Linked DNA regions of Mus musculus: all the other regions are linked to region 1. Evidence: chromatin contacts called from public Hi-C, HiChIP or PLAC-seq, capture Hi-C and promoter capture Hi-C data. All regions are on one chromosome and are shown on one strand. Each heading gives the region's core, a stretch centred on a gene start, on an enhancer-like site or on the middle of the called end of the contact. The rest is flanking DNA. Distances are from core to core; before and after follow the strand shown.

What was found. Promoter capture Hi-C pulls out the DNA fragments that hold promoters and counts their contacts. Hi-C and Micro-C count contacts between places; a contact is called where the count stands out from the background. HiChIP or PLAC-seq counts read pairs in DNA pulled down with a chosen protein or histone mark. Capture Hi-C pulls out chosen DNA fragments and counts their contacts.
Region 2: an HNF4G HiChIP or PLAC-seq map of pancreatic cancer cells shows a contact between it and region 1. The contact joins the promoter of Mlec here to the promoter of Gltp in region 1. A contact is called at or near these places in 8 of 39 promoter capture datasets (embryonic stem cells, hematopoietic stem and progenitor cells, hippocampal neurons and 3 more), 2 of 484 Hi-C or Micro-C datasets (CD4 T cells and muscle stem cells), 4 of 115 datasets of contacts at active chromatin or transcription factors (embryonic stem cells, memory CD8 T cells, pancreatic cancer cells and 1 more) and 1 of 9 other capture datasets (liver).
Region 3: a contact with region 1 is called in an H3K27ac HiChIP or PLAC-seq map of embryonic stem cells, with 3 times the contacts expected there. The contact joins the promoter of Unc119b here to the promoter of Gltp in region 1. A contact is called at or near these places in 2 of 484 Hi-C or Micro-C datasets (both in embryonic stem cells) and 3 of 115 datasets of contacts at active chromatin or transcription factors (embryonic stem cells and pancreatic cancer cells).
Region 4: a contact with region 1 is called in a promoter capture Hi-C map of embryonic stem cells, with 2.9 times the contacts expected there. The contact joins the enhancer-like site here to the promoter of Gltp in region 1. A contact is called at or near these places in 1 of 39 promoter capture datasets (embryonic stem cells), 2 of 484 Hi-C or Micro-C datasets (the HL-1 cell line and embryonic stem cells), 3 of 115 datasets of contacts at active chromatin or transcription factors (bone marrow-derived macrophages and embryonic stem cells) and 1 of 9 other capture datasets (embryonic stem cells).
Region 5: a contact with region 1 is called in a FOXA1 HiChIP or PLAC-seq map of pancreatic cancer cells. The contact joins the enhancer-like site here to the promoter of Gltp in region 1. A contact is called at or near these places in 1 of 39 promoter capture datasets (liver), 2 of 484 Hi-C or Micro-C datasets (CD8 T cells and LSK cells), 4 of 115 datasets of contacts at active chromatin or transcription factors (embryonic hindbrain, forebrain, neural tube and 1 more) and 1 of 9 other capture datasets (liver).
Region 6: a Hi-C map of epidermal suprabasal cells shows a contact between it and region 1, with 4 times the contacts expected there. The contact joins the promoter of Sppl3 here to the promoter of Gltp in region 1. A contact is called at or near these places in 2 of 484 Hi-C or Micro-C datasets (embryonic stem cells and epidermal suprabasal cells), 3 of 115 datasets of contacts at active chromatin or transcription factors (embryonic stem cells, memory CD8 T cells and pancreatic cancer cells) and 1 of 9 other capture datasets (pancreatic islet).
Region 7: a capture Hi-C map of embryonic stem cells shows a contact between it and region 1, with 2.5 times the contacts expected there. The contact joins the promoter of Hnf1a here to the promoter of Gltp in region 1. A contact is called at or near these places in 4 of 39 promoter capture datasets (the 3T3-L1 cell line, the C10 cell line, the HPC-7 cell line and 1 more), 1 of 15 datasets of contacts at CTCF or cohesin (large pre-B cells), 3 of 115 datasets of contacts at active chromatin or transcription factors (embryonic stem cells and pancreatic cancer cells) and 1 of 9 other capture datasets (embryonic stem cells).

The regions. Positions count from the first base shown.
Region 1 is chr5:114,688,450-114,692,599 of GRCm38.p6, forward strand. Gltp (glycolipid transfer protein) reads right to left here and starts at 2,486. Exons shown (of 5, transcript NM_019821.2): 1 at 2,310-2,486. The coding sequence starts at 2,412.
Region 2 is chr5:115,155,710-115,159,859 of GRCm38.p6, forward strand. It overlaps Mlec (malectin), which reads right to left and starts at 2,467. Exons shown (of 5, transcript NM_175403.3): 1 at 2,094-2,467. The coding sequence starts at 2,325. Gm35465 (a long non-coding RNA gene) reads left to right here and starts at 3,790. Exons shown (of 2, transcript XR_387598.3): 1 at 3,790-4,150.
Region 3 is chr5:115,132,867-115,137,016 of GRCm38.p6, forward strand. Unc119b (unc-119 lipid binding chaperone B) reads right to left here and starts at 2,109. Exons shown (of 5, transcript NM_175352.4): 1 at 1,801-2,109. The coding sequence starts at 2,044.
Region 4 is chr5:115,089,233-115,093,382 of GRCm38.p6, forward strand. All of the region lies in intron 8 of Sppl3 (signal peptide peptidase 3), which reads left to right. Among named protein-coding and RNA genes, the nearest start is that of Rpl37rt, 17 kb to the right of the region's middle. Within about 2 kb of position 2,104, at least 25 of the 459 cell types and tissues checked have an H3K27ac peak or open chromatin away from gene starts, as enhancers often do. A contact at or near this core is called in embryonic stem cells, where this site is marked.
Region 5 is chr5:114,363,481-114,367,630 of GRCm38.p6, forward strand. Myo1h (myosin 1H) reads left to right here. Exons shown (of 32, transcript NM_001164573.2): 32 at 1-1,096. It overlaps Kctd10 (potassium channel tetramerisation domain containing 10), which reads right to left. Exons shown (of 7, transcript NM_026145.4): 6 at 3,729-3,924; 7 at 92-2,386. The coding sequence ends at 2,162. Among named protein-coding and RNA genes, the nearest start is that of Kctd10, 15 kb to the right of the region's middle. Within about 2 kb of position 1,766, at least 74 of the 459 cell types and tissues checked have an H3K27ac peak or open chromatin away from gene starts, as enhancers often do. A contact at or near this core is called in LSK cells and pancreatic cancer cells, where this site is marked.
Region 6 is chr5:115,009,270-115,013,419 of GRCm38.p6, forward strand. Sppl3 (signal peptide peptidase 3) reads left to right here and starts at 2,255. Exons shown (of 11, transcript NM_029012.2): 1 at 2,255-2,346. The coding sequence starts at 2,324.
Region 7 is chr5:114,969,060-114,973,209 of GRCm38.p6, forward strand. It overlaps Hnf1a (HNF1 homeobox A), which reads right to left and starts at 2,003. Exons shown (of 10, transcript NM_009327.3): 1 at 1,460-2,003. The coding sequence starts at 1,785. It overlaps Hnf1aos1 (a long non-coding RNA gene), which reads left to right. Exons shown (of 6, transcript XR_878697.3): 1 at 1-978.

The DNA of each region.
Region 1 (4,150 bases), core at 1,236-3,735:
AAAACCCGGGCTTCAAATCAGACAATATCTGTGAAAGAATGAAGTGAACGAATTGATCTGTACCAGATCCTTGGTCCCTCATAAGTGCTCAATAAATGCCATCATTGAGGCTTACTGTGATTTGAGAACATGTTTCCACAATTACCTCAGACTCCTTGTGGCCACCACTCCAGACCAGATGTAGTTCAGGGCCACACACACTGTGCCCAGCTCATCCAAGTGACTGGGGACACCCCAAAGATCTAGACCGAGTCCCCACCTGAGCGCTGACAGTGGCGAACCCTCCTGGAGCCTGAGTCTACGGGAGAGCGCTCCACCCAGGAAGAGCACATTGAGAGTGTTTTCTTTGGTAAGAGCGCCAAGAATGACCGTCTGTGCTGAACAGTACATGGCTATGGGGTGACCTGTGCCAGTTAACCCTTCACAGTCCAACTCCACTGAAGCGTCTGTCTAAATGGTGCTCTGTCCACAGCTGTGACACCCCACAGCCCAGGATGGCAGCGAAGACAAGGGTCCTTTGAGACCAGAAACAAGGAGCGAGCGAGGGTGACTCGTCTGCCTTAGCTTCAGCTGCCTCCTTCCATCTCTTCCCAAACCAGCCGGACATTTAGGCACTAGGGGTGCCCCCAAGTGCAGCCATGCCACGTTGGTGAGGGACAGGGAAGTCATGCCACCACCACTGTGGAGCTGCTGATGGGTTGCAGCACCCTTTTGTGGCTTATGTATTGAGGGGCATTGTACCCAGAGGGTGCTCTGTAGCATTCTGCTCCACCCCTCAACGACAAAGAACAAAACCATCTCCACAGACAAGCAGATACTGCCCCCCCACCCCCTCTAAGGAACAAAACTGCCATCCCTTGAGAAGCACTGGCTCCAGCAGATTACGAACCCAGGACAGGCTGGCTCGAACTAGCAACTACTCAGAAAGCCAAGGGCACAGAAGACATAGTGTTGTCGGGGCTGGGAGGTGACTCAGCAGGTCACTGTGGAGCCCCATGACCTGAGTTTGGTTCCCAGAACCCATATTGTGGAAGGAGAGAACAAACTTCCGAAAACGGTCCTCCAGCCCCCGCCTGTCTGTCCCCCCCCCCATGCCAACACACACAAATAAATATATTTTTAAAAACAACATAATGCTGTCATAAAAACCAAAGCTAACGCCAACAGCTCCCTCTCTCTGGAGATGCAATCTGATCTACAGCTGAGATACAGGCGAAAAAAAGCAGGTCTTAGGCATGCCACGGGTTGACAGAGCACCCACTGGGCAGTGCTGGAGCTTTCTCAGCCTCTGAGAAAGCCTGAGACCTGCTCTCGGGATGCTCCTCCAGGCTGGCGCATTGGGCCCGAAACTAGATTCAAGAACTTCACACAAGTTCCTTTCCACAGCTAACACCCACCCTTCACAGGCTCTCATTTAGTCCCCACCCCCAAACCTGCCATTTCACAGATAGGGACTCCAAGACACAGATCTACATGGCCACACACGCCCTATCCCCACCAGGGGTTGAGTGGGTGCCAGACCTCCTCAGGCTAAGGCGGTTTCAAGGCTCTGTCCAAGTATTTCAACTGGACTCTGTACCCGGGAGCTGGTGTCATCCTGCAAAGTCACCAAGTGAGCTAGCAGGGTAGGGCGCTGGGAGCGTCCCCACCAAGAAGAAAGCTGGGCTCAGGTAGCAGCACCCTCTGTGAACCGCAAGGCAAAGGGCAGGGCAGGAGGCATTAGTTTTCCTTCCACTTTACAACAAGGTCTTAGGCTGGAGGAGGGGCGGGGAGAGAACGCGCCTGAAAGTGGCTTGGGGACTCATTCCAGCGCTCCTGGGAGGTGCTTCAACTTGACATATGGAAGACCGGACTTTTTCCTTTTCGAAAGGGGGTGGGGATCCGAGCTAAGCACCCTGCAGCTGACATCACCCCCACAATCCAGCCCCCTTTCCCAGATGGGGGAAACCCTTTTCATGACTTCCTCTAAAAAGGGCCCTTGAGTTTTGCAGCTCCATCTTCAAGTCCTTGGAGGTGGTGGGGTGGGATGGGGGTGTTCTTTGGTCTGGGATGGGAAGAGGCTGGGGTGGGGGGTAGGGCTTATCGTTCAGAGTGAGGGTGGGGGAGAATTGAGAACCATTCTGAAGGGGGCGGAAAATGAAGCCGGGGATGAAGATGTTAGGCGCAGCCGGAGGGCTGATGAAGCATGCCCACGGTGCAATAGCAAGCGGTGTTTGGGTGCAATGGATGACAGGGAGTTAAGGGCCCGGGTGCATCTGAGGAAGAGGGATCTGGGCAGGTGAGGAGGACTGGCAAAGCCCGGGACTCACCAAAGAAGGGCGGCAGGTGAGCCACAGCCTCCAGGAAGGGCCCGGTCTCGATCTGCCGGTCTGCGGGCAGCGGCTTGAGCAGGTGCTCGGCCAGCAGCGCCATTTCGGGGTCGAGGCCCTTGGTGATGCCCCAGCCCGCGCCGAGGGCGTCCGCGCCCGGGCTGTCGCCGCCCGCCGCCTCCCGGGACGCCAGCGTCGCCACTTCCGCCCGCGCCTCGCAGCGAGCGCCGAGCGCCGCCCGCAGGCCGGAGCCATGGAGCACTCGGCCCCGCCCCTCAGGGGCTCTGCCAATGGGCGCCCACCGCCGCGCCCTTCCGACCAATCGAAGCCCGCCGCCCCCGCAGCCGCCGCGCCATTGGTCTGGAGGCGGGGCTTAGCGGAAGCGCGGGCGTCTTGCACCTGGTGAGCCGCGCCCAGGTTGGGATGCTCTGGCCGGGTTTACAGCTCAAACCCTGACGGGGCCTTGTTTCCCAATCCAGGGTCCTCCAAAGTGCCAGGTTCGCGCCCCACAGCCTACACCCCGGCTCACCTCAGCCACAATGCAGCCTAGCTGCTGCGTCCTGAAACACAGAGCTCAGTGTGTTTAGGGAACACTCCCTAATTCCATGGAGAGATAACAGCCCAAATTCCAAGTGGAGAGCCTGGTACTCCGCCCACACTGAGTATTCAGTAATCCTACTCTGCACTGCTGCTGCTCCGTACTGTGATGGTCACGGAGGATAGAGTGACCATGGCGCTTAAGCAAAGCCTTAAATTGAGGGAGCCGGAGAGCTGTGAGCGGTGCACGGGAAGGGCGAGCAGGGGCTGGGAGTAATTTGGGCAGTGGTGGCGCACGCCTTTAATCCCAGCACTCGGGAGGCAGAGGCAGGTGGATTTCTGAGTTCCAGGACAGCCTGGTCTACAGAGTGAGTTCCAGGACAGCCAGGGATACACAGAGAAACCCTGTTTCGAAAACCAAAAAATAAAGGAAGGAAGGGAGGGAAGAAGGGAGGGAGGGAGGGAGGGAGGGAGGGAGGGAGGGAGGAAGGAAGGAAGGAAGGAAGGAAGGAAGGAAGGAAGGAAGGAAGGAAATTAGTTGTGGTTCATAGTAAGGGCAGTGAGAAGATGTCTAGGGGCCAGAAAAGCATATACTAAATCTTGTTAAATGATTTTAATTTACCCTTTCAGGAGGCAGATGGCAGAAAGATTGACCCAAACTACAGGCATGACCCCAAGAAGTCGCGGGCGGGGAAAGATCCGACCGTCCTTATCTCTTGCATGCCCAGTCACGTTAGATCTCCTACTGATAGGTGCCCAAGCCACCAATTTCAGCTTGTTCCCACCCCACCCAGACTCCCCGCCTCGGGCATCCCAAGATGCAATCTTCCTACAACAGCCTCCCCAGTGTCCCAGCTCTGCCAGAACCCCACCCACCTTTGGGAAGACTCCCTAATTCCATGGAGAGATAACAGCCTGCACTGGGGCCTCTGGCTTCAGAGAGAATCCTGATGGCTCAACCTGCTCCATTCCAGCTGAGACACTCAGAAACCACATGTGACTCGACACAAGAAAGATGGATCTTTTAGATAGTAGCTTGGTGTCCTGAGACAGGTCTTGAAAGTTCACCCATCCATTCATCCTTCCCTTTCTTCATCTCCCCATCCCTCCCTCTCTGCCTCCACCCGTCCATCCACCCGTTTGTCCATCCACCCGTTCGTCCATCCACCCGTTCCTCTACTCATCAGAAAGCACTTGCTCTAGAGTTGACTCCTTTTTTGTTTGTTTGCTTGGGGTTTTTTTTGTTTGTTTGTTTTTGTTTTTTTGAGACAGGGTTTCTCTGTGTAGCCCTGGTTGTCCTGGAA
Region 2 (4,150 bases), core at 1,217-3,716, 470 kb after region 1:
CCAGGAAACTACAATCCAAGGACGAGAGAGCCTAGCTGGCTACTGACCAGGCCAAAACTAAACCACCTGCACCAGCAACCTAAAAGCAGAGTATCAGAATAAGAGGAATACCAGAGGACTAAAGATGGCAGTCCTAGTTTCATCCTCTGTACCGGGGACCTAACAGGAGGACAATGGAACCAGTGTATAGCTGGATATCTGAATGAAGAAACCAGCTGTACACTGCCCTCACCACCATTATCTCAAGAGGCAAAGTCCACCAACTGTGCGGTTTCCTCAGGAGCTCCTTCCTCTCTGCCCACAAGCATGAAGAAAGAGGAACACCAGCAACAGAGGCAGTAACGACCTGCTGTTACAAAGTCTGGCTTTGGCTGCCACGACCTGGAGCCCTGACTCAGCGGAATCCAGGTTCCTGGGACCTGCATGCCAGGTCTAAATGAATTCCAGGACACAGAACTTCAGAGAACAGCCCCATGTGCCAAGACCCTTACATGTATAAAAGCAAAGAATTCTGGTTTCTTTTGTGAAACAAGCTCTCATAATGTAGCCCTGGATTGCTGGCTGACCTGGATCTCCCTAGATAAACCAGACTGGCTTTCATCAATCAGGGATCCTCCTGCCTCTGCCTTGATGGTACTGAGATTATAGGTGTGTGCCACAACATCCAGATAAGACACACACAATATAACTATCTCGACACAGAAACTGGGAGAAACTAAGTTGAAACCTTCAGTAAAGTTAAAAGAACCACACACAAACACTGAAAAAAGAGATTTCCTGTTGTCTGCAAAGGCAGCCTCTGCGCCCAGCATACAGCATCAATCTTCCAGAACATGAAACAAGAAAAACCTTTTCAAAAAACCTTTTCAAACAGTTTTGTGTAGTGTTCTGCCTGCATGTATGTCTCTCTGTGCACACGTGTGCCTGTGACTGTGGATGTCAGAAAGCCGCACTGGATCCCTGGGAAATGGAGTTATGGACAATCCTGAGCTATCATCTGGATGCTGGGAATCAAACGGGTTCTCTGAGAGAACAATCTGCACTCTTAACCACCGAGCCAGCTCTTCAGTCCCCGACTTTCCTTCTAAACCTGTTTTTCAATCCTACTTATGGAAGAATCTAGAGCGGTTTTCTCCAAAGAATGAATTGGGGGGGGGGGGGGTAAGGTAACCTATAACAGAAGTGCCTAGGGCAGAGACCCGAGTCCCAGCTAGTTAAGTTAAAAAAAAAAAAAAAAGTTTGTCTACTGTGTCTAGAGACTGCCCAGGAACCTGTATTTTTAACCATCTGTTCTCAAAAATTCTCATTTGGCCGTTGTGAACCTGTATTTTTAACCATCTGCCCTCAAAATTCTCATTTGGCCGTTGTGAACTGTGAAACTCTGTAAAACCCACTTTCCCCCTAAGCTGGGATCAAACGTCTTACGATCACCCGGGGGTCACACTCAAACCTTACACAGGTTGACCTCATAGGCAGGATGGGCTGCGATATACCGACACCCGTCGGGTGGCTTTGACTTTTAAGCATACAAATTCCAAAGGAGGGGAGGGGAGGGGTGCCACAGTCAAACTTTCCCGTACTATTCCCCCTTCGAAGACTCCCTGCCGTTCTGGCGAAGAATCAAGCCTCAGTCCCGGGCTTGGAAGGGGCACGGAAAACGGCGGGTGATCTGTAGGGTGGGCAAAGCATCTCCTGGAAACCGTCGCGATGGATGGCAGAGCAGCGGAGTCGATGACCTCCAACCTGCGAGGCCTCCAGGCGCCAGGCAAAAGGCCACCCTTGCCTTTTACATTCCCAGCTTGGGTGGGATGAGGGGCTGGGGCAAGGTAAAATGAGAAAGGGTCTAAATATAAACTTCTCGCCAACTCTATGCCTCGATGGCTCTTGGAAGCTTCCAGTCAGGGCTAGGCCCTGGGTCCTGGCCAGGTCCCTGGAGGGTGGGGGGTTGGGGGGCTGGGGGTAGGTTCACTGCAGAGAGAAACTTCGTTCCAAGGCTGTGGTCTCCCGGCTGGAGAGGAAGGGGTTCGAGGCCCGCAGCTGCGCCCTGCTCCCAGGCTGCGGACCCCCCCAGGCTCGGCCGGAGGGGCTCTCACCTCGGCCCACCCGGCCTTCCAGAGGGTCCTTGCGGAAGTGGATCCCGTGCACGTCCACATGCGCCTCGCCGCCTGCGTTCACTGCCCAGATGACGCTCTCCGGCAGTCCGGCCCCGGCGGCGCCGACCACGCCGAGCCCCGGACCCCGGAGCTTCGGTCCCAGCAGCAGCAGCAACAGAAGCAGCCGGAGAAGCGCCACAGCGGTTCCCTCGGCTCCCCGGGGCCTCAGCATGGCGGCCACCACGGCGGGGGCAGCCCCTGCCGACCCTCGTCCTCGGCCGGCCGCCCCCAACTCAGGAGAACAGCGCAGCGGACCGTTCTGCCTCGGCAACCCGGGACATGTCGCTCTCAGGGCCTCCTCCTCCTCCTCCTCCACCTCCTCGGCCTTGGGGCGCCGCCTCCCACCTCGGGAGCAACCTACCCCGACGCCCAGCCCTCAGCCCGGAGCGCCTCAGCCAATCAGAGGGAGGCCCTCATGAATTACCCACCACCCCGCCGAGAGCGGCCGCGCCATTGGCTGGTGCGTCCGGGGAGGGGAGTGGCCGCGCCTAGGCTCCGGCCCAACCACGGGGCACGAGAAGGAGCGCGCGCCCAGGGAGGGAGTTCGGTTGAAGCGGCGGTTCCATGCGGAAGTGGCGGGTGCAGCGCCCAGGCCGCCCCGGAATCCCACAGTCGACTGGGAAAGGTGGCCTGGGCCGGGGAAGGTTTAGAGAAGGGCGCACTGACACGTCGCCAACACTTCCGGTGCTCTAGAGCTGGGGACCGAGTCAGCTCAGAAGGGGGCGTTGCCGCCTTTTCCATCCCTCCTCCTTCAACTCAGAAAGCAAGAGCCCAGGCTCTTGCAAGCCGAGCGATGGTTTGTCCCCGGGTGGAGCATCGGGGCCCGTCTCTCCCTTGGATGCCATGTGAACAGGTGGCGGGACACGCGAGTCCCGCGAGGATACGGTCCCCACCGTCACCCCTTAGCAGGCGCTTGGTGTGTGGTAGCGTCCAGGAGGCCGTCCAATCAGAATGCTCCAACGCAGCGGAAACGCGTGGCTGTTAGGGGGAGGGGGCTCCAGGGTGCCTGCGTCTCCATGGCGACGGTCCCTGGCGGGCCTGGAAACCTAAGTGGAGCTAGGGGCTTCCTCCTCCTCCTCCTGCTGGGGACCACTGGCACGACCCGAGCTCCCTGCTTTGGCATTTCACACAGCGCTCTTCTGCGTTATTGTCCATGCCCTTGGGTATCTGCCTCAACTCCCATTTTTCCGACCCAGCCAAGCGGGGGAAGTGGAATCATTTGTTCCATAAGTACTTATCCTGTCCATACAGATAATGCGGACAAAACATGGAAAGCCCGGTTGAATTTGATTTTTGAGGTTCAGAAAAAGGAACATAAAACAACTCTGGGCGCGCTGACGCCAGGTGACGCGTGCCTGTATTCTCAGAGGTTAAAGCAGGATGATTACCGGGAGTTTTAAAAGGCCAGCTTGAGCTCCAAGAGTGCGATCCTGTCTCTATAACAATAAATAGGAGGCTGGAAAGATGGCTCGGTGTCTAGAGCGCTAGCTGCTTTGGCAGAGAACATGGGTTTTTTTACCCCCAGTCCCCTTAAGGCTGCTAAGGATGTGGGGGCCCAAAGGCCAGGAGGTCGTGGCACATGCCTTTAATCCCAGCACTTGGGAGGCAGAGGCAGGCGGATTTCTGAGTTCGAGGCCAGCCTGGTCTACAAAGTGAGTTCCAGAACAGCCAGGGCTATACAGAGAAAAACTAAAAAAAAAAGAAGGGGTCGCGGTTTTCTGACCTTCATTGTGTGTCCGTGACACGTAGACATACAGGTATTAAAGCCCCTGCTTGGGACTGCCAAGATCCAGGTCAAAGTTTTCTCTAAATCCGCAAAACTCTCTCAGGACAGGTGACCTTCATAGAGTGACAGGAGCTACAGTCTGGGGCTGAGCCCGAGATGGGCTCCGTTCCCCTCTCAGTGGCTTCCCAGTTCTATCATCCATTAGAGCTTTGAGCCTTTGCTGACCCAAACACCATCCATCTACTCAGAAAATTCTCTCCCTAGCCCTGCA
Region 3 (4,150 bases), core at 859-3,358, 440 kb after region 1:
TTCCTGTTCCACAGGCAGGTTGGTCTCCAGTGAGGTGGCACACAGCTACCTGGCAATAGCCAGGTAGGCCTGGCCCACTATAAAAGGGGCTGCTTGACCCTTCCTCCCTCTCTTGCTCTCTCTTGATTCTTGCTCTAGCTCTCCCCTTCCCCAGTCCCTTCCCTCCCACCTCTCTCCACGTGCTCATGGCCATAGCCAGCCTCTACTTCTCTTCTCTTCTCTTCTCTTTTCCTCTTCTCTCTCTCTCTCTCTCTCTCTCTCTCTCTGCCTTTCTCTGCCTCTACCACCCTCTTAACTCTCCTCCCTATGCCCTGAATAAACTATGTTCTATACTATACCATTGTGTGGCAGGTCCCTCAAGGGGAAGGGATGCCTTGGCACAGGCCCGCTGAGACATCCCCTTCCCCCATACCTCACTACACCCTCAAAGGACCTATTCTATACCTCTTTATCTTTTTATAAACACATCACAGAAGAACTTAAGAATGATAAAATCCAAAGGCCACTAAGCTCTGGCTGTGGCTTTCTCTAAGGACTCTCAGAGATGGGAAAGGGACATACATCAGGGGAGACCCGAGTGTCCTTAGCATGTCTGTAGGGCCAGGCATTTGACAGTCCAAGACACCAGTGAGGCTCACAGGATGTTAGTGGTCAGGTACTAGCCATTTCTATACTTTCAAATCCCCCATGAAAACAGAGAACTGAAGCAGCTTTTTCACTGTTCCGGGACCGCGAGCATGACTATCTACAGTTGTTTTTGGGCAGAGGAAAGAGTGTCCCCACCCCAAACAGTGTTAGGAAACTGGGTCACCAAACATCCCAAATCAAATTGAAACTATTTTAGGAGATGGAGGCTTCCTTTTGCACAGGCTGAGCCAGTTAATAGCCACTTTCCCTCAAACTCCATTTCCATGAGCAACCTGAACTACACCTCACAGCCCCAGGGGCCCCAGTGAAGCAATCCAGCGGATACTCTGACATCCTTCAGGGAAACAGGGTTAGAAGTCTCCAGGGCAGGGAGGTGAAAAGGGCAAGCCAAGGCTAACCAGGTGACTGCAAACTCCTGGGGTGGGGGTGGGTGAGGAAAGGGTGTCAGGTCAGGGCTGGACTGGGCAGCTTCCAAAAGGCAGAGGTAGATCATCAGGGAGCAGACACGTCTCTCTTCCCACCATCCCTTACACCAGTCAAAAAAGACTTAAAAGATGTAAAAAATCGTACTTCTGAAACACCGACCAACTGTAAATTCACTAGAAAAGAAATTTTCAAGAGCAAGAAGATCCCCGTCTCGGTTTCTACAAACGCTCAAACTTTTAAACTTTTTTTTGGGGGGGAGAGTGGGGGGAGATGTGGAAAAAAAATGCAACCAAGTTTAAGTGTGCAAGGAACGCAACAGCCACGTGTTTGACGGAAGCACAAGCTACCTGGACACAAAGGGGTCCCCGACCCCAGAGGGGACCGAAAGCAAAGGTCGAGAGGGGGAGGGGCTGTCAGGAGCCGGGGTCCGCAGGTAGGGGCTCTGTCAGGCTGCGGGAAGCTGGGGTTGGTCAGATCAGCAGGATGGGTGGGCAGGAACCCGGCTAAGGGCTGGGGTCGCAAGGACGGGGACCCAAGGTGGGCAGGGTCGGTCGGACCAGGCCCAGAGACGCTCGCCGGGTCTGGGAAGCGGGGCCCTCAGCAGCACGGCCCGAGCAGACCCCCGGCGTCGGCAGCACTCGACCCGGCCCAGCCCGCCGAGCGCTCCCAGGCCCGGTGCCCAGGGAGGGCGCGGCTCGCCCGCCCGCCCGCCCGCTCGCCACTCACTCTCGGTGACCCGGTTGAGGCGTAGGACGTGCTCGGGGCGGATCGTGTCCAGGGCCAGCAGCTCCTGCTCCGTGACGGCGGCCCCGGAGCCGTCGTCGGGCGTGTGTGGGGGCCCCTGGCGTCGCGCCTTGAGCCGGTTCAGGACGCCGCCGCCGGCCTTCTTCTTCTCCTCCTTGCCAGCCACCAGCCCGCCGGGCCCAGCCTGCGAACCCGCAGTCGCAGCCTTCGGGTTCGACCCGCTCATCGCTCCACCACCAAGATGGCCGCCACCTCAGGGGCGCCGTAACTATGGAGAGCGGGGGCGGGACCCTGGCGCCCAGGGCGGGGCCTGAGCTCCTGGGGGGCGAGGCCCGGGCTCCTGGGGGCGGGGCCTGTGGAGGAGCCGCCTCCTGGAAGGTGCGAGGGTGCTGACCTGAGAATCTTCACACTCCAGTCACTCTGGATATTTAAAACACATGCTTTTTTTTTTTTTTTTTTAAATTATTAGATATTTTCTTTATATACATTTCAAATGCTATCCTGAAAGTTCCCTATACCCTCCCTCCGCCTTGCTCCCCTACCCACCCACTCCCGCTTCTTGGCCCTGCATTCCCCTGTACTGGGGCATATAAAGTTTGCAATACCAAGGGGCCTCTCTTCCCAGTGATGGCCGACTAGGCCATCTTCTGCTTCATATGCAGCTAGAGACATGAGCTCTGGGGGTACTGGTTAGTTCATATTGTGGTTCCACCTATAGGGTTGCAGACCCCTTCAGCTCCTTGGGTACATTCTCTAGCTTCTCCATTGGGGACCCTGTTTTCCATCTTATAGAAGACTGTGAGCATCCACTTCTGTATTTGCCAGGCACTAGCATAGCCTCACAAGAGACAGCTATATCAGGGTCCCTTCAGCAAAAAAAAAAAAAAAGATTTATTTAGTAAACTGTAGCTGTCTTCAGACACACCAGAAGAGGGCATCAGATCCTGTTACAGATGGTTGTGAGCCACCATGTGGTTGCTGGGATTTGAACTCAGGACCTCTGGAAGAGCAGTGCTCTTAACCGCTGAGCCATCTTTCCAGCCCAGGCCTCCTCCTCCTCCTCCTCCTCCTCCTCCTCCTCCTCCTCCTCCTCCTCCTCCTCCTCCTCCTCCTCCTCCTCCTCCTCCTCCTCCTCCTCCTCCTCTTCCTCCTCCTCCTCCTTCTTCTTTTTTTTTTTTCAATCAATTCATTATTTGAACATCCTACCTGCTCCCCAAAAGAGATTTCTGGTATAGTCCAAAGCTACATGGTCCATGATTGGTGAACACAGTTTTCATGGTTTTGTTTGTTTTTGATGTTCTAGTAATTCCTGAAAGCTCTGTATGGGGCTTGGAGTGATGATGTCATATATGTGAATGATAAGGCTCACACATGTGACTTGCTTCCCAGCTGACAGAACTGTTTGGAAAGAACTAGGAGGTGTGGTCTCAGAGGAGGTGTGTCACTGGGAGTGGGTTTCAAGGTAGCAAAAGCCCACATCAGGCCCTGTTAACCCTCTCTGCATCTGGTTTAGTGTCAAGATGTGAGCTCTCAGCTACTGCTCCAGTGTGGACTGCCTGCCTGCTTGCCTGCTACCATGTTCCCTGTCACAATGGTCATCAACTCCAACCCTCTAAAATTGTAAATCCCATTTTAACCCCTGCTTCTATAAGTTACCTTGGTCATGGGGTCTTGTAACAGCAAGATAAAGGTAAGAGAGTTCTCAGGAAAAAAAACACTTGGTGCATATGGGTGTGCAGTCTAGCAATTTGTACTGGCAAAAAAATGGGCTCTCAAGGTTCACAGTTCAATGGAGGTTAGGTAAATCACACAGCAATCTCATAGCTACTGGGCAGCCCTTTAAATGGAAGGCCTATATGCACTAATCTGTCTCTACAAACAGACTAAGAAATGTTTAAAGGAAAACAAAACAAAACAACCCCAAGATGCAGAATGGTGTGCATAGAATATCTACATTTATGTATGAATATGTTATGTTAGGCTTGCAAGATGGCTCAGTGGGTAAAGCCACTTGCCAAATCTGAGCACCTGACTTTAATACCTAGGACCAACATGGTAGGAAGAAAAAGCCATCTCCTGTAAATTGTCCTCTGATTACTGCATACATGCATGCTATGGCTAGTGTGTATGCATGAATGCTCATGTACATGTGTGTGCGCGCACACACATAATACACGCACACTAAGTGTAATTGAAAATTAAAATTAAAAATACTATCCGTGGGGCTGGTGAGATGGCTCAGTGGTTAAGAGCGCTGACTGCTCTTCCAAAGGTCCTGAGCTCAAATTCCAGCAACCACATGGTGGCTCACAGCCATCCGTAACGTAACGAA
Region 4 (4,150 bases), core at 854-3,353, 400 kb after region 1:
CTCTGGTGAGCCAGTAACTCAGGGATCTGGCAGCTGAGTGCTGAGGGTTAAGCTGAGGTCCACCACACCGTGCCTCTGTTGTCTCCAAAGGGACTACTCTGACTGGTGGCATAGAATCACACTGCTTTTTTATTATTATATTTCCTAAAGATGATGACTTTCTTCAAGTGTTTATTAGTCATTTATACCTCTGAGGACTCTGTTCAATTTAGTTCCTATTGGTTACTTTGTTTCAAGTTTTGAGTTCTTTAAATATTGTAGTTATTAGTCCCTGGTAACATAAATACAAGCTGTCTTTCTTCACTTTTGTTTGCTTCATTTGGTTGTAGCCCTAATGCAATCCTGTGTGTCAGTTCTCGGTATTACCTATGCTGTTGAAGCCATTACCAAAAATCTTGCCTGTCTGTGGCTAGAGATGCATTTCTACCCTTACCAGTTTTAAAGTTTCTGGTCTCAGGGTTTTGTTTTTTATTTTTTAAAATACATTTTAATTTGTGTGAGTGCTTTTCTGCATGCATCTCCATGGACCACATGTTTGCCTGGTGCCCTTGGAACCAGAAGAGGGCAGCAGATCCCCTGGAACTGGACAGATGATTGTGAGCTGGCCTGTGGGTGCTATAAACTAATCCTGGGTCCTCTACAAGAGCAGCCAGCGCTCGTAACCACTCAGCGATCTGGCCCTTTAATTCATTTTGAGCTGGTTTTATGACAGATAAGAGATTAGATTGTCTTAGTTGTTAGTAAGGTTTTTATTGCTGTGAAGAGACACTGTGACCATGCAGCTCGTAAGGGAAAGCATTTTACTGGGGCTGGCTTTCAGTTCAGCAGTTCAGTCCATTGTCACCTTGGCAGGAAGCCAGGTGGCACATAGGTAGGTAGACTTGATGCCCCCAGTGGTAACTTCCTTCACCAAGGCCACACCTTCTAATAGTGTCATTCTCTATGAGCAAGCATTCAAATGCATGCGTCTGTGGGAGCCTATTCCCACTCCCATGGCATCCACTTTCATTGTAATTTACAGGAATATCCAGCTTTCCCAGACATGGTGTAGAAAAAGTGTCTTCAGTGCATGTGTTGTATATGGGGCGGTTGGGGATATAACGTAACAGAGCTTTCATAGCCTGATTCCATCACTAGCACCATAAAAAGAAGAGAGGACTGAGAGTGCATTCTGCAGTCTATCTGTTCCATTGGCTGTGTGCTGAGACTCTGACACAGTTTGAAATGAGGTAATGCCTGTCCTTCCTGGTGGTGCTTAGACCTGCTTTGGCTGTGCAGGACCTTTGGTAATTACTGTCTTTTCTGTTTCTGCTAAGAATGTTACTGGAGGGGCTGGTCAGATGGCTCAGAGGTTAAGAGCACTGACTGCTCTTCCGAAGGTCCTGAGTTCAAATCCCAGCAACCACATGGTGGCTCACAACCATCTGTAATGAGATCTGATGCCCTCTTCTGGAGTGTCTGAAGACAGCTACAATAAATAAATAAATCTTTAAAAAAAAAAAAAAAGAATGTTACTGGAATTCTGATGATGGTCATTATATCTGCGAGCCACAGTGCTAACTCATGAGTAGGTCTGTGCATTTTGTAGTGACTTCAAGTAGATGTCTCCTCACCTCTCTGCTCGAGTTCCCAGGGCTTCACTCCCCTGGCACTTTGGGAGTGGGAGGAGAGCATCATGACTAGGGTTTTCTTCTCAGAGGAATCATTGTTGGTCTATAGAAAACCATCACTGGCCAGGCCAGCCTGCTCTACATGGTGAGATGGGGGTTTTTGTTTTGGTTTTTCCCTTCCCTTATGGCTTTAAGAATTTAAACACCATATCCAAAAAAAAAAAAAAGTAAGGAGCACATAGCTTGAGTTGAGCCTTCTCAGAGTGAGTGAGCCTGGCTGTGGGCGTGGTCTTTAGTGTGCTGTTGACTTCAGTTGCAAGAATTTTTATTGACAAGTCTTCTGCCTGCAGCACCAGGGAAGATGGGAGTCCTTACCTGGACTTTGCCTGGTAGCAAAGTTAACCCTGGCTCAGTGTAGTGAGTTTGCTAGTGTCTTTTCCTGTCTGTGTGGAGTAGTTTGACCATGCAGATCGTCTCAGGTCTGCAGGAATGTGTCTGCACAGTCGTGGGTTTTCCCTTAGTGCTGACATCATTGCTCACTCTAGATCTGTTGGAGTTATCACAGCCTTGATTTCATTTCAGCTGATTGTATATATCTAGGGATTTATCCATTTCACCTTGATCTTCCAATTTGGGGAACATAAAATTTCAAAGAATCCATTGATTGTAAAACCCCTGCTGCTTCAGTCTGACTCACCCCCCCACACACCCCACCCCACCCCACCCCACCCGCTGATTTCCTTTACTTGTGCTGAGAGGCTTTGATGGCTTAAGTTTAGTGATGTTTTAAATGGAAATAGTAAAAGTTGTAAAGGTAACATTAGAGCTGTGTCTGTTGTGTCCAGAGAGCTCTGAAATGTTGTAGTTTTTATTTCTTCATTGACCACTGTTACTCAAGACTGTATTGTTCAGTGTTTGTGTAGTGTGTTACCTTCTTGTCCAAGTAACAAAAATCCCCACAGAAGCACCTATAAGAGGCTTATATCCTGTTCATGATTTAAGGGGATACGGTCCATCCCAGCAAGGGAGGTATGTGTGATGACTGGGCCTTGACTCTAGTGGTGGAAACTTGAGACACGGCTTGCTCTGAGCATCAGGAAACAGGGTCTTTCCGTACACCGCCACCATCGCCCCAGGGGGACCCCTCCCTCCCTGTAGGCCTCACCTCCTAATGCCTTCAAAATTTGGAAAACAGAGCCACCAGCTGGGGGCCAAATATTTATACACACAAGCCTATGGGGCATTTCTTACTCAAACCAAGACACACAGGCTCTGTAGTTCTTACTCTCTCATCTCTGCTTCTGTTCCCACAACCTGATAAAGTGCATGACGTTATCTCAGGGATCTTTAAGACTTCCTTTATCACCTGAAATGTGATGTGGTTGAATTTTCTTAAAACTTCACAGACTGCTGAGATGAATGTGTATTCTGTAGCTGTTGGGATATTCTGTGCACATGTACTTTTTTAGTCTACATCACCTAAATTTAGCTGGGTTTTGCACATCTTTAATCCCAGTACTGGGGAGGCAGAGACAGGCAGATTTCTTGAGTATAGCCAGGGCTATACAGAGAAACCCTGTCTCAAAAAATGTCGTCTACGTTTACTTAGATCTGTGGTTCTCAGCCCCTTGTGGGCATGACACTTTCACAGGGGTCATAAGACCATCAGAAAACACCAATTATGTTGTGGTTTTTAACAGTAGCAAAATTACTGTTATGAAGTAGCAATAAAAATAATCTTTTTGGTTGAGGGTCACCAAAACAGGAACTGTTTTGAAGTGTCACAGCATTAAGAAGGTTGAGAACACCTGCTTTAGAGTCTCCCAGTTTGTTCCAGTAGAGAGAAGTCTCTAGTGTGCTGGAAAATGAGGAAACAGAGTCCTGGGCTAGGTGGTGAGAACCAAGCTCAACACTTTGATGTCCCACTCGCCCTGGGATGTGGGGCTGCAGAAATCTAGTGCTCTGTTGGAATATGGGTTATCCTCACCAGAGCAGCAGGACTGCCATCCACTGTGTCCCTACCTCAACTCAGCCTGTCTAACCAGACTCCAGACCTACCTCATACAGCAGTCCCCAGACTGGGGTGTGGCCATTCCTAGTCAAGCCTTCAGAGCAACTACTTCTCACCTAGAACCACCTCTAGTTCTGAGCCCTTGGAGACACAAGAGGGGCAGGGATGTCTGTTCCTGCTGCTGCCCTATCATACTCAAGCAGGCACTGGGATGCCAGGCCCAGCACTTAAGGCTTGAGAGCGCCTTGTTTTCACCAGACCACTTGCTGCATGGGAGGTGGAACGAGGTTCCCACTGTCACTGCTTGTGCCTTCCAGCTGTGCTGGCATCGGTCTGATCTGAGCTGTGATGCTGCTCCTTATCGCTCTGACTCTTCCTGGTGAGCATCAGAGAGACATTATGTAAGCTGCTAGCTCACCGTCCACAGGTGTGCCGAGCCACCGCAGTGTGGCTGCAGCTTCTGATTTGTACACTTGGCTGAAATGAACAGAATCTGGTTTGGTTGTTTTTCCTCTGAGACAGTTGTAAA
Region 5 (4,150 bases), core at 516-3,015, 330 kb before region 1:
AGGCAGGATGTGGCAGCCTTGCCCTTGCTGCACCTCAGTAGCCCTGCTGACTGGGCCAGGCGATCTCGAAAAGACCAGAAGGCGGCGTGAGTAGAAGCAGAGTTTAACGTTTATTTTACACATGTCCGCAGACACTCGTACAAGAGTGAGCACTTCTAAAACTCCCAGTATGGTTTTCATAGTGCAGAGGCAGGAAGAGTGTGATGTGCGTACATGACCAGGGACTGTGGGTGGAGCCCTCTGGCCGGCACGCACTCTGGGGAGGGCTGATTACCAGCACTGAGCAGCAGGTATGGGGTCTCAGCCTCCAGAGAGGTCAAACGGTCCATCTCCCACAGCAGGTGACAGAGAGCTGGGCCAGACCTGCCAGGCTGTGGGCCCCACAGACACTGAACTTGGTTACCATGAGCAAAAAGCTATTCTGGTTTATTTTAATTGTGAGCCCTTAGTGTGCAGTAAAAGTTCACTCTACACCAGCGACTCACTAGATGGTGATCTAGAAGTGCTGACTACTGCCCCTCACGCCAGTGTTTGGAATCCGGAAGCAGAGCTTTGGAGACTGACGCTGGGTCAGGCCCTAGCTGGACTCAGTTGCCAGCGAGATCAGGCACCGTGGAATGTTCACTAGGTCTGTTCCTATCCCTGGGAGCTGAAGTACAAAGCTACAGGCACAAGGTTTGAGGATAGAGGAAGGTAGAGAGAGCTGCCAAAAACAGTAACCGGAAGGCCAGAGGCCAAGGCAAGTCAGATTGTGCCGCTAGGTCATTCTCACATGAGCATTTACACAGTGTATACATGGCTTCTCCATTCCTATAGAAAACACCAGTACTGACATTCACTTCCTAGAAAAGCTGAACCCACTGGGCAGGGCTGCCGTTTAAAACAAACAGTATAAAAACGTAGGAAACATGATTCGTAAGCTCCCTTTCTTGGCTCTTAATACAAAAGTCTACCCCATACATGGTTCCTCGATCCAGTCGGGATTGTTTGAGTATTTATCATAGGTTTTGTGTCAGATACAAGAGAAAGGTATACAACTGTCATGTACAAAGCGAGCTGTACAAACCGTCGCTAAATAGAAATTTTAAAACCTGTCAGAGATTGCCCACTTAATACCTTTGGTCTAAAAAATAGCCAACACTTCCTTTATCAAGCAGCCAAATCCATCCCACACTCTCACCTAACCTTGAAACTAGTCTACTCAGCCACGACTCCTCTGCGCAAAGCAGACTCGAGGTAACTGACTGTTGTCGTGAGCGCCTGCGCCCTACAGTCACACGTCCCACCAGCAGTCACACACACATCCCCTGAACACAACAAGACCCAAAGGTATCTGCATGCCCACTCTATTCTGCAGGGAAACTGCTGCAAACTCAGTGGTGTCCTCACCTGGTGCCAGTGTCTGCGGTCACCCCAGTTCCTAACCAAAGGGCAAGGCACCCCCTTGATGAGAAAAGGAAGCCATGCAAGAGAGGAGTAGACCCTTAAAGCAGCGATGGCTGCCCCTTCCTGGATGGGGTACATCAAAAGGACTGAGCCGAGAGAGCAGCCAACTGCCAGGAATCGGTCTGCTCCCAGCCTGGAGTGTGCCTGCCATGCTGAGAACCAGGGAGAGGCCAGAAGCACACTTCGTCCCCCTTCCACTGTGCCCAAGGGGCTCTGTACAAAACCGCACACAGAGCAGACTCACAGGAGAGCAAAGACTGCCTGCTCAGAACACACCAGGGCCAGGCTGCTCAAGGACGCCTTGGTGGCCGGCTGCCAACTACGCAGTTCCTCCCAACTGCCAAACTAAGTCCTTGAGGGAGTGTCACCTAAGAGGCCCTAATAGGTAGTCAACACCCATAAAAATAAATACTGCAACAAAGGTTCTCACATACACGCCAAACTCATTCATACGTTTTCCTCCAAGGCCCCAGAAGGCTGGGCTCCAGGCTCTCACGGGAGGTGGGACCCCAGACACAGCATGTTCAGAAGGGGTGCACACCCGGGCCAACACAGAAGCAATCTACTTTGTCAAGAAATAACAAAATAATCATCTGGCTTGTTACAAAAGTGTCTCAGACTCCAGGGGAAGTGGGAGGTGCCCCAAAGCCTGCACAGGGTCTGAGGGGGCGGGGCAGGAGCAGAGGGAGGGCAGAAGGCAGGGTGCTCGGCCTGCTCACTGGTGGAGGTGGGCCCGGTCATCTGGGCGCTTGATATGGATCCTCCTCACGCGCTCGATCCGCTCCCGCTCCCGCTCCTCGTCCTCGTCCAGGTGATGAGAACGTCCAGCTGCCCCGCCCGTGGCCTCCAGGAGGGCATTGTCAGGTCCTCGGCCATCCTGGGCCTCGTACAGCAAGATATTCAGGGTCTCCTCATAAATGCGGGCTTCAGGGAACTCAACCTGTGCCCCACAAAATACATGGTGGGAACGTTAGCCGGCTGCACATGGCCACTACCTCACACTACATCTCAGCAGGGCCTCAGGCTCCCCAGCTCCTAGGCTGACAATGCAATCCCAGGGAGTCCACAGTGCTCCCTGGATGTCCTCCACTTGACTACACTTCGGCCTCCAGCGGATTCACGGCTGCAAGCAGAGCCTGTCCTCAGTGACATCTTCCTCATGGCAGGGGTGGGGAGTTGGGGTCTGAGCGGGTGGGAGAATGACAGGGATAAGCAAAGCCCCAGCTCTCTGGGTAACTGAGAGGTGAGCCCAGGACAGTGAAGGGAGAGAGCTTGCAAAGCTATTCTGGGTATCCGACTTCCTCCATGGGCAGGGTCTGCTCCTCAGCTTCACACAGACCAGCCATGGGGACAGCCGGTGTGAGAGGCTGAAGGCTGGGAAAGTCACATTGCCACAAGAGCTCCAATCACAAGGCTAGGCGGAACTTGTGACCCAAGTCTCACAGTGGCAATTGCCAGACACACCAAAAAAACATAGCGGAGCCATTGAGGTGGCTCAGAGGGTAGAGCCGCCAAACCCGACAACCTGAGTTTAGCCTCAGTTGCCAGCTCCAGGATCCCATGGAACCACATCTCCCAAAGCCTCAGGGGTGAGAGCAACCCCGACAGGTGACTATGGCCTACACACAGGTGACTAGAACCTTGGCAAAATTAACGTCCATTTCCCTTAGGGTGAGAGAGAAATGACAGAATGTGCAGCGAGCAGAAGGGGAGAGCGGGAAAGAGGGGGCCACTTTCACTCCAAGTCTAAGAAGGTTGGGCAAGCACGCCTAGAGAGAGGTGTGGTTCTGACAGTGAGCCGGGCTCCAGCTCACAACTCCAGGGAATCCGATGCACCAGCACTCATGTGCACAAACCCCCTGCAGATATACACACCTACACGTAATAACCGTAAAAAGCCATGGCGTGTGGAGCCTACGTCAGCGGAAGACAGATCCGGGTCAGCAGAAGGGAAGGACAGGGTGGACAGCCAAGGGCAGTCAAGGGTCAGCTTCGGAAGGCAGCAGAGGCCTCTGACCGGTGAGCCTCGATGAGGCCATGCTGGTGGAGTTCCTGCCACCCGGAGCAGGGTGACCCCACACGGGCAGTCAGAAAGATCAGGATGCCAGAGGGAGAAGGCCCTAGCGGCTGGGCACACAGGTGCAAACCTGAATCCGGCCAGATTGCCCGGAGACAGCTGGGAGCACAGCCCTCTCTGCTTGCCCAGTGTCGGTAGGAAGTGCCCCCATTTCTCTGACCTGCCACAACCCCCTCTTTTGAGTTCCCGTGAGCACGGCCCTCACCTTGGTCTGCTTCTTCTCAGTGGCGTAGACGATGGAGGTACAACAGACTTCAGCGATTTTCCGGCCCTGGCCGTAAAATGACCAACAGCAGATCTCGTCCCCGATGACGTCCTTAATGAACAGGACCCGCCCGTTGAAGCGCAGGGACAGCTTATCGAACAGTTCGATGTTTTTCAACATGTTATCGTCAGAATTGCTGCAGAAGAGCATTGGGTAAATTGAGCAGAGATGGCCACCCCGCTGATATCCGCCTGGTGCTCCTGCTCTCAGAGCCCTTCCGGCCCCTTCTCTATCTCTACTGAAAGTGAGCCCCTGAGAAAGGTACCAGAGGCTGCTGCTCCAGAATGTGTAAGTGGCAGAGTGGGGTCTCCAGGGCAGCTGTGCCCCTAACCCACGGTGGCACATCTGCTCCACCCACACCT
Region 6 (4,150 bases), core at 1,005-3,504, 320 kb after region 1:
GGTGGGAGTGGGGGGAGAGGAAGGCGGAAGGTATGTGGGAATAGTGAACTTGGCCTTTTCACGAAAGGCTTCCTTTCCCCCTGGAGAACAAGCAAACAGAACCTGTATATAGGGCAGTGGCCAACTGACCTCTCCGGTGACAGAGTCAGGGTGTGGCATTCCCTGTAAGCCTGGGCAGGCCCTGGGAAACTAAAAGAGTCAGAGCCTGGCTTAATGATGGGCGAGCCGGAGAGGATCCTGAATGGGCAGGTACTGGAGACTTGCTCTGCAAAGGGAGAAAGAGATAGGGTTTCTGGGAAGCGTACTGTGTTCGTTAGCCAAGCATGGCCCCCAAACCTCATCTTTCCATTCACAAGCATAGTGACTGAGCGGGAGGCCTAGGGAGGCCTTCAGAGCATGGTCTCCACCCATCATTTTAGTGTCTTTGTCCAACAACCTGTGGCATAAACTGTTCATTCCTGCCTGGTTCCAAGCTCAGCCCAGAAATTCCCATTACTGGGTCTTGCTCTCTGCCGCTCTCTTGGCAAAATGATTTTTCTGTTGGTAAGCCTCTTGTGGTCTGAGGATGTCTCACTCCTGCCTGAGAAAATGTTCTCCAATGCCTTTGGGGAGGGGGTTCAGTTCATTGTACCATCCTGTCTTTACCTCAGGCCTACGTTCCTGAGGTTGGTCTCTGGTCCACCACAGCTTTCTTTCTTCTTCTTCTTTCTTTCTTCTTTCAAGATTTCATTAGCTCAGGCTGGCTTTAAACTTTGTGCCAAAGTCTGTAAGTCAAATTCTCTGCATATCTGAGGATGACCTTGATCTATTGCTCAGTATACACCCCTCCCCCCAAGGCCCACCTACTACAGTTCTGGGAGTACAGTGTCTCGTGGTCTAGTTTTGTTGCTTTAAAAATCCTCCACGTGTCCCTTCAGCCTGATAACCAGTGAACTTTTTGCTGTTTCCATAGTCATTTTTCCAGAATGTCATGTGGTCAGAAACATACACTGTGTAGCTTAAATATGTTTCCTCATCTCTTGCTATATGCTTCTTCACGTTTCTCCCTGTCTTTCATTAACTCATTATAGAGTCTCTCTATGTATTCTTGGCTGGCCTGGAACTCACTATGTAGACCAGGCTGGCCGCAAACTCTTAGAGATCTGCCTGCCTTTGCTGGGATTAAAGGCACGCACCACTAGGCCTGGGTTTTTAAATTTTTTTTCCTAACACATGGTCACACACAACGCTCTAACAACTGAGTTATGCCCATTCACCCTATCAAAGTAGCCTGCACCCTTCCTTTAGTCTCTATTAATTGCTCTCCATTATTAATAGCCCCATGACTCTGAAATAATCTTCGTGCTTTAGCCAGCTCGAACCACCTATGTCTCTTCCCTGAGAATATGCATGTAAGGACAAGGGCCTAGGTGAAGGCGCTGACGCCTAGCTGGCACCCAACAAGGACCCCGCTGATCGCTTCTATGAAGACGAGCATGGTAGCATTTGACTTGGCACCAGGCGCCGCGAAGGGACGTTTGCAGAAACCAAGGAGGGGGACCGCGCAGCGCGGGAACCCGAATGCAGCGCTCTGTCCGCATTTTGACAGTTGACTGGCAGCTGAGGACCCAGGGACAGCCGACGGTGGATGATGGAAGGTTGACAGCTGAGTGGCAGTCAACCGCCGCGCACCGGGGAGGACCACTGCGCGCCCAAGGGGCCTAGCGCGCGGCGGCCGCTGCAGCTAACCGTAGCCCCGAGCCGACCTGGGCTGAGCGCTCCGCGCATGGGCAGCGCGCGCGAGGGGGCGGGGCGCCGGGGTCACGTGAGCGTGTTTTGGGCACGTGACCAGCGGCCCGGGCTCGCCCCCGCCCGCTCGCTCGCTCCCTCCTCCCTCGGCGGGCGGGTGTGCTTCGAGCGGCCTCGCCTCACCGCCTAGCGCCCCCCTCAGCCGTTGCTGCCGCCGCTGCCGCCGCCGCCGCCGGCCATGTCCCCCGGCCGCCGCCGCCGCCGCCCGAGCGCGGCGCTCCCGCGGCCCGGCGCGCACTGAGCGCGGGCCCGAGCCACCGTTTCGGGGCCCTTGTTCTCCGCGCCGCCGCCGCCGCCGCCATGTTGGGTTTGGAGCCGCAGCGGAGCCGCCGCCGCCGCCGCGGCTGACGAGGCCGAGCGCGGAGCCCGGGGCCCGCGCCCGCTCCGGGGCCCAGGGAGCGGGGCCCGTCGGAGTCTGTCGGAGCCCGACTGCCTGTCCTCCGTGCGAGCGAGTGAAGGAGCGAGCCGCCGGGGCCCCCGGCCGCGCCCTCTGCCGCCGGCCGAGCGAGCCGCGGAGCCCCCGAGAGGCAGCACCATGGCGGAACAGACCTATTCGTGGTGAGTGCGGGCTTTTGGGGACGAGGAGGCCGGGCCGGGCCGGGCCGCAGGTGCTCGCGGGGCTCGGGGTGCGGGCCGCTGGGCGTCCTCCGAGCCCGGGGGAGGGGCGGTCATTCGAGCCGCGCAGCGGAACCGACTGGCGCGGGTGCTGGCGGGCCAGGGGGGAAGCTGGAGAAGGGTGGGCAGAGAACGGGCCCGGGCGAAGGTGTACCCCACTCTCGGCGAGAACAGGTGGTAAGAGGCACAACTTGCAAGTAGTGAGGGCGGGAGCGACCGCTTCCGCGGTGGGCAGAGGCCCTGCGGCCCCGTGATCGAGCCCTGGCACAGCGGAGAGGGGGAGTCTTGTTCCAGGATGGCCACATTCTGTAAAGGAAGTCGTCGGTAGCAGCGGGGTCATGGGTAGTCTTTGTAAAGGGGTTGGTACTCTGCTCTGGGGATTCGAAGAGTGCTGGCCGGTGTTCTGGGGGTGGAGGGCTCGATCACGGGAATGTGTGTGTGTGTCCGTCCAGGTTGAGTCCCCCTGCCTGTGGGACTTTTTTTAGCAGCGTGTTTAGGGCTGAGGCACACACACTTGTGATTTACAGGGGGGAGGTGACAGATGCGTCCAAGTTTGGGGGGAAAGAGGTGAGAAGGGCAGAGGCGTGGAGTGTTTGCCGCGGAAGGAGGTTGGTTGTACCGGGGGCGAGTGGGAATGGTGTAGTTGAGCTGTGGCTTGAGGGTGAGAAAACAGGAGATGGGTGGGTTGGTGGTAGGTACCGGGCGGGCGGGGAACCTGGTCGCTGCAGCCTAAGAGATCGGAGATGGTTTCAAGCACTTGTGGCTTGGTACCAGAACTGTCGACTTTTCCGAAGAGTGGGGTTGAAGGTCCGCTTCGTTTTGTAATTGGAAAAGTGAGTTAGTTCTTCATTCCTGGACCCTAAACCTTTAAGTACCAGAATTGCCTTTTCCCTAACCTGTACAGATTGTGTGGCTACCTTCGGAAAAGTGAGTTAGTTCTTCATTCCTTGACCCTAAACCTTTAAGTACCAGAATTGCCTTTTCCCTAACCTGTACAGATTGTGTGGCTACCTTCCCAAAGCACGGGGCAAACTGTCAAGTGTTGGGAGCGTAAGTGAGCTGTAACTACCATAGGGAGACAGTAAAAGAGCCGGGTTATACACGAAAACAAGGGATGGTTATGCTAAGTCGGGAGCTCACTGTGTCCTGATGGAGGGTTAGTGATCGAACATGCTTTAGTAATGCAAACGGCAGCGATGTATGCACAATCTGAAAAAGAAGGTAACTGGGAAGTTGAGAGGAAATAACTAAAAGAAAAGTTGGGTTTTGGTGGCTCCAGTTGTGGTTTAAAAGGACAGACTAATAGTTGTGAGCAGCAGTGAGGGAGGGGCATCTCAATGGCAGGTGGGATTCAGTTTCTTACCTGCAGATGGACTAGGTAATGTTGGTGCTGCCATGGGCACTGGCAACACCTAGAGCTTGCTTGTCCTGCCCCACGAGGACTCCTCTGTGAATCCTCATGGCTGCCTTGTTGGTTTGGTTTGGTTTTGAACTGTACTGTAAAAAGAATATGGATTGGTTGAAAAAAAAATACCAGTGATGAGGAACTGGGGAAAGTGCTGTGTGCAACACACATTCGCAGCCCCAGTTTGGAGCCACAGAGTGATGTCCTGTGTGTAACATTGAAGGTGAAAGTGCCTTAATGGGTAGGTAGGCCACCTACAGCTTGTGTGGTGCTTGTGGGCTAGGTAAAGAGACTACTTTGTGGAGGCTGATCATTTATATGATAAACTCTCTTGAAACACTC
Region 7 (4,150 bases), core at 753-3,252, 280 kb after region 1:
GAGGTCCCACCTAGCCAGGTAAGAAGACCCTTGGCATCCCTGGCCCCTCAGCCTCATATTAAGCCCCTAGCCCCACCTGGGGCCCCAAGACAGGTCAGGCCCAGCTCCACCCTATCCAGGTTTCTTGTGCCCTGGTTCTGGCAATACTCGGCCCTTTGCCCCTCCCCTGCGGTGAGGCAGCCCTTTGCCCTCCACTTTCTGCCAAGTCAGGGGGCCTGACTGCTCCTCTGCCCCTTGCCCAAGGCCCAGGGAGGCTTCTGGACACTTCCAGAAATGCCGGGATCCACCAGCCCTCCCCCACCCCAAGTCAGAATCAGGACCTTGGACAGAAAAAAGGCTGCCTCTGGAGTATTCTTGTGAGACTGTCCCCAAACTCCTCAGCCAGCCCTCAGGCCCCTCCACGGCGCCTTCCCTGTCTAAGCCTCAGTTTCCCTACTGTAAAGCGTGTTTATTAACCACTTCCTTCTGGGGGGGCGGTTATCTCTATATTATGGGGATTTAGGCACAGCAGAAATCCCTACAGAAAATAGCGTGCCGGGCGATAATCTCAGGGAAACTGTGGAGGCTTGGGGAATTGGGGGTGGTAGTACTCCCCACAGCCCCCAAGCTACCTTTCCCTCACTTTGGTGTTCCTGTTCGTTCTCCACCCCCAAATGGGCATCTCCCCGCCACCGTCCCGACAAGTTAATGATCACAGGCCTTATCAGAGCCTTTTGCTATTTATAAATTTATAAAACAAAAGAAATAATGGCGTGCGTGGGTAATTAGTAACCAGAACGGCTTTGCTGAGGAGAGAGACGGGGGAGGCATTGAAATCGGGACCCACTCAGCACTCCAGGAGATGGGGAGCCAGACAACAGAAGAGGGGGGTCTGGTATGGGGAGGCCTCTAACCCTGCTATCTGACCAGGCTGGGGTCAGGGGCAAGCAGCACCTGGCCATGCAGGGAAACTGCCACCTTCAGCTCCATCTGCCCCAGGTAAGAAACCCAAGCGTACCCTGCCAGATGCTTAAGGCCCTGGCGGATCAGGAAATCCCCTAAAAGCCCAACATCAGCCCGGCCTCCTCAGGGGCTTTTGGGGCCCCAAACCTGGATCTGACCCCCCCCCCAGCCAAGAAGGTGGAATTTGTGGGAGCACAAACGACCACACTGGGGAAGGATTTCTACCACCCACTAGTTCTCCAACCATTTTCTTGGGGCTGGCTTTCCTTTGTCCTCTGTTTCAAAGTGACCTCAGGCCTGTCCCTGTTTCCTAAAGGCCGGACTGCAAACAGGTGGCCCACGGATACGGGGTATGTAGGGCCAAACAGAGGGGTAGGTTCGGCAAGAAGCCCTTAACCACCAGCCTGAAGACCACAGCTCCTAAGGCCCCCTAGACGGGAAGTGAAGCTTGCCAGGAGCATAGAATGGGGCGCTATGAGTTCCTTCCTGGGTGCTGGGGACAGGTTGGGGTCCTTACTGAAGAAGTGACTCCACCACGGCTTTCTGGTGGGCTGCCTCCTCTGGGCTGAGGTTCTCCAGCTCTTTCAGAATGGGTGGCGCGAAGTCTTCCCCATCGTCATCCGTGTCATCTTCAGAGCCACGCGTTTCTCCAAGGCCATTAGGCAACTCGGTCAGGTCCCCTCGACTCCCACCGCAGGACTCCCCCTTGTCCAGGGGACCCTCTCCAACCATCAGGTAGGGCCCTGGCTCCCCCAAGGCCTGGATCAGGGCCTCTTTGCTCAGGCCAGACTCGAGCAGGGCAGCCAGGAGCTCCGTCTGCAGCTGGCTCAGCTTAGAAACCATGGCTCCGCTGCCACCAGGCCACGCGGCCCAAGGCCACTGAGCTAGCCGCCTCCCCCACCCACGGCCGGTGTCTACCTGCCGGCAGGCTGGCAGTCAACGGACCGGGCTCGCTGCACCCACTGCCCCCCCAAATCCCACTAGTCAAGCTCTGTGGGCACCCCCAGCCCCCAACCCTGGCCCCAGCGGCCAGTGAATCAGGGCCCCTGCCTGCTCTGTTTACATTGGAGCTGGGGAAATTCTCCAAGGTTCATATTTATCCGTGCGCTTAGCGAAGGGACTGAACTTTGGACTTCAGCCTTGCAAGTGCAGGCCTCATGGCGGGTGAGAGGGACCGGGACCGGGAGTCATGGCCTGCAATTGGGAGTGAGCAGAAGGGAGGGTGGGGGAGGTGGAGAGGGGCCAGGGGCGCAGGGCTAGAGGCAGCAGGAGCCAGGAGGCCTCTGGGTGCGGCGCTGGGTCCCACTCTCCAGGATGCTTTCAGCCTGGCACAGGAGAACTTTAAAAGCCTGTTTCTTTGGGCCGCTGGGACAGCAGGAAGCTCTGGGCCACTGGGCCGGTTCTCCAGGGCAGAATCAGGTCACATTTCCTGGAGTGGGTCACTGCACCCTCAGTCCTAGCCCAACATCAGACTTCCCAGGGGGGGAAAAACCCCTGTTGTCTTAGCACTTCAGACTTCTGTGTTGAGGATACTGGGTTATAATGTATTGCATCCTATCATTGTGTGATCCGAACCAGAACGTGTGTGTGTGTGTGTGTCCTGTGTGTGTGTGTCTGTGTGTGTGTGTGTGTCTGTGTGTATCTGTGTATCTAATCTATATGTGTGTGTATAACTAATCTATGTTTGTGTATGTCTCTGTGTCTTGTATGTGTCTGTGTATCTAATTTTATGTGTGTGTATATCTAATCTATGTGTGTGTGTATGTGTGTGTATCTCTCTGTGTCTGTGCACGCACACATATGTATTGGGGTTTTTTGTTTGTTTGTTTGTTTGTTTGTTTGAGACAGTCTTACGATGTAGTTCAGGCTGACCTTGAACTCCTGATTTTCCTACCTCTAGCTCCCAAGTGCTGGAATTACAGACCCGTACCACAGCCAGTTTTTAGTCTTGCTGGGGTCAAACCCAGGGCCTTGTATACTCAAGGCAAGGGCTCTACCAAGAGCCAGAACCCCAGCCCCAAATACACCATTTTAATTTTTCTCAAGTATTACTTTTGTCAGTATTACCTAATGAAAGCATTTATATATTTTTTAAATCTTTTTGTGTGTGTGTGTGTGTTCCCGAGAGTGTGTGTATGTGTGACAGCTTGGGTGTGGAGGTCGGGGAACAACTGCAGGAATCAGCTATCTCTCTCTTCCACTCTGTGGAACCCAGGCAGTCTGACTTGTCACCTGCCCAGCCCTCTTGCCTTTTGAAATGCAGCAGCTGTTAGCAGCCATAAGCATATCCCAGCATGCAGCGCACCAATCGATCAATTTAAAACACTTTCATCATCCTAAAGAAACTGTTCTCCTGAGCAGCCCATTCCTATGCAGGTCTCTAGCCCCGCCTCTGGCAGTCATGGAGGCCGGAAGTTCACTCCATCCAGAGCGCAGATCTCATTTTATCCCCTCGATAGTGAATGGTGGGTGGGGAACTTTTGCAAGGAGACCAGGCACTTTCCGGTGCATCCATAGACAGCTAATTACCTATGTTCCGCCCACGTTTTAGCTGCAGTGAGCAAGGCTTCTAGAAACATCCACATGCACTTTTTTATGTGAATATGTGCTTTCGATCCTCATTCATGTAAGAAATACGTCACCAGGCGGTGATGGCGCACACCTTTAATCCCAGCACTTGGGAGGCAGAGGCAGGCAGATTTCTGAGTTTGAGGCCAGCCTGGTCTACAGAGTGAGTTCCAGGACAGCCAGGGCTATACCCTGTCTTGAAAAGCAAAACAAAAGAGAAACAAAAACAAAAACAAATAAACAAAATACCAAAAGAAATATATCACATGGACAAGGAGTTCTGGGCCAGCCTGAGCTACATATTATAAATTAATTGCTCATTAAAAACACTGGCCAGGCGTGGTGGCACACGCCTTTAATCCCAGCACTCCGGATGCAGAGGCAGGCAGATTTCTGAGTTGGAGGCCAGCCTGGTCTACAAAGTGAGTTCTAGGACAGCCAGGTCTATACAGAGAAACCCTGTCTTGGAAAACCAAAAAAATTAAAAACAAAACAAAACAAAACAAAAAAAAACCACTGTAAGTAAAGTGTCACATTTCCATTAGGAACAGGTCCATCCTTCCCTCATCCTGGCGGGGCCCCAGGGAGCTTGGCCCTTATCTTCCCCCATGTCCTTTACCTGGTGGAGAGAGCTGCCCCT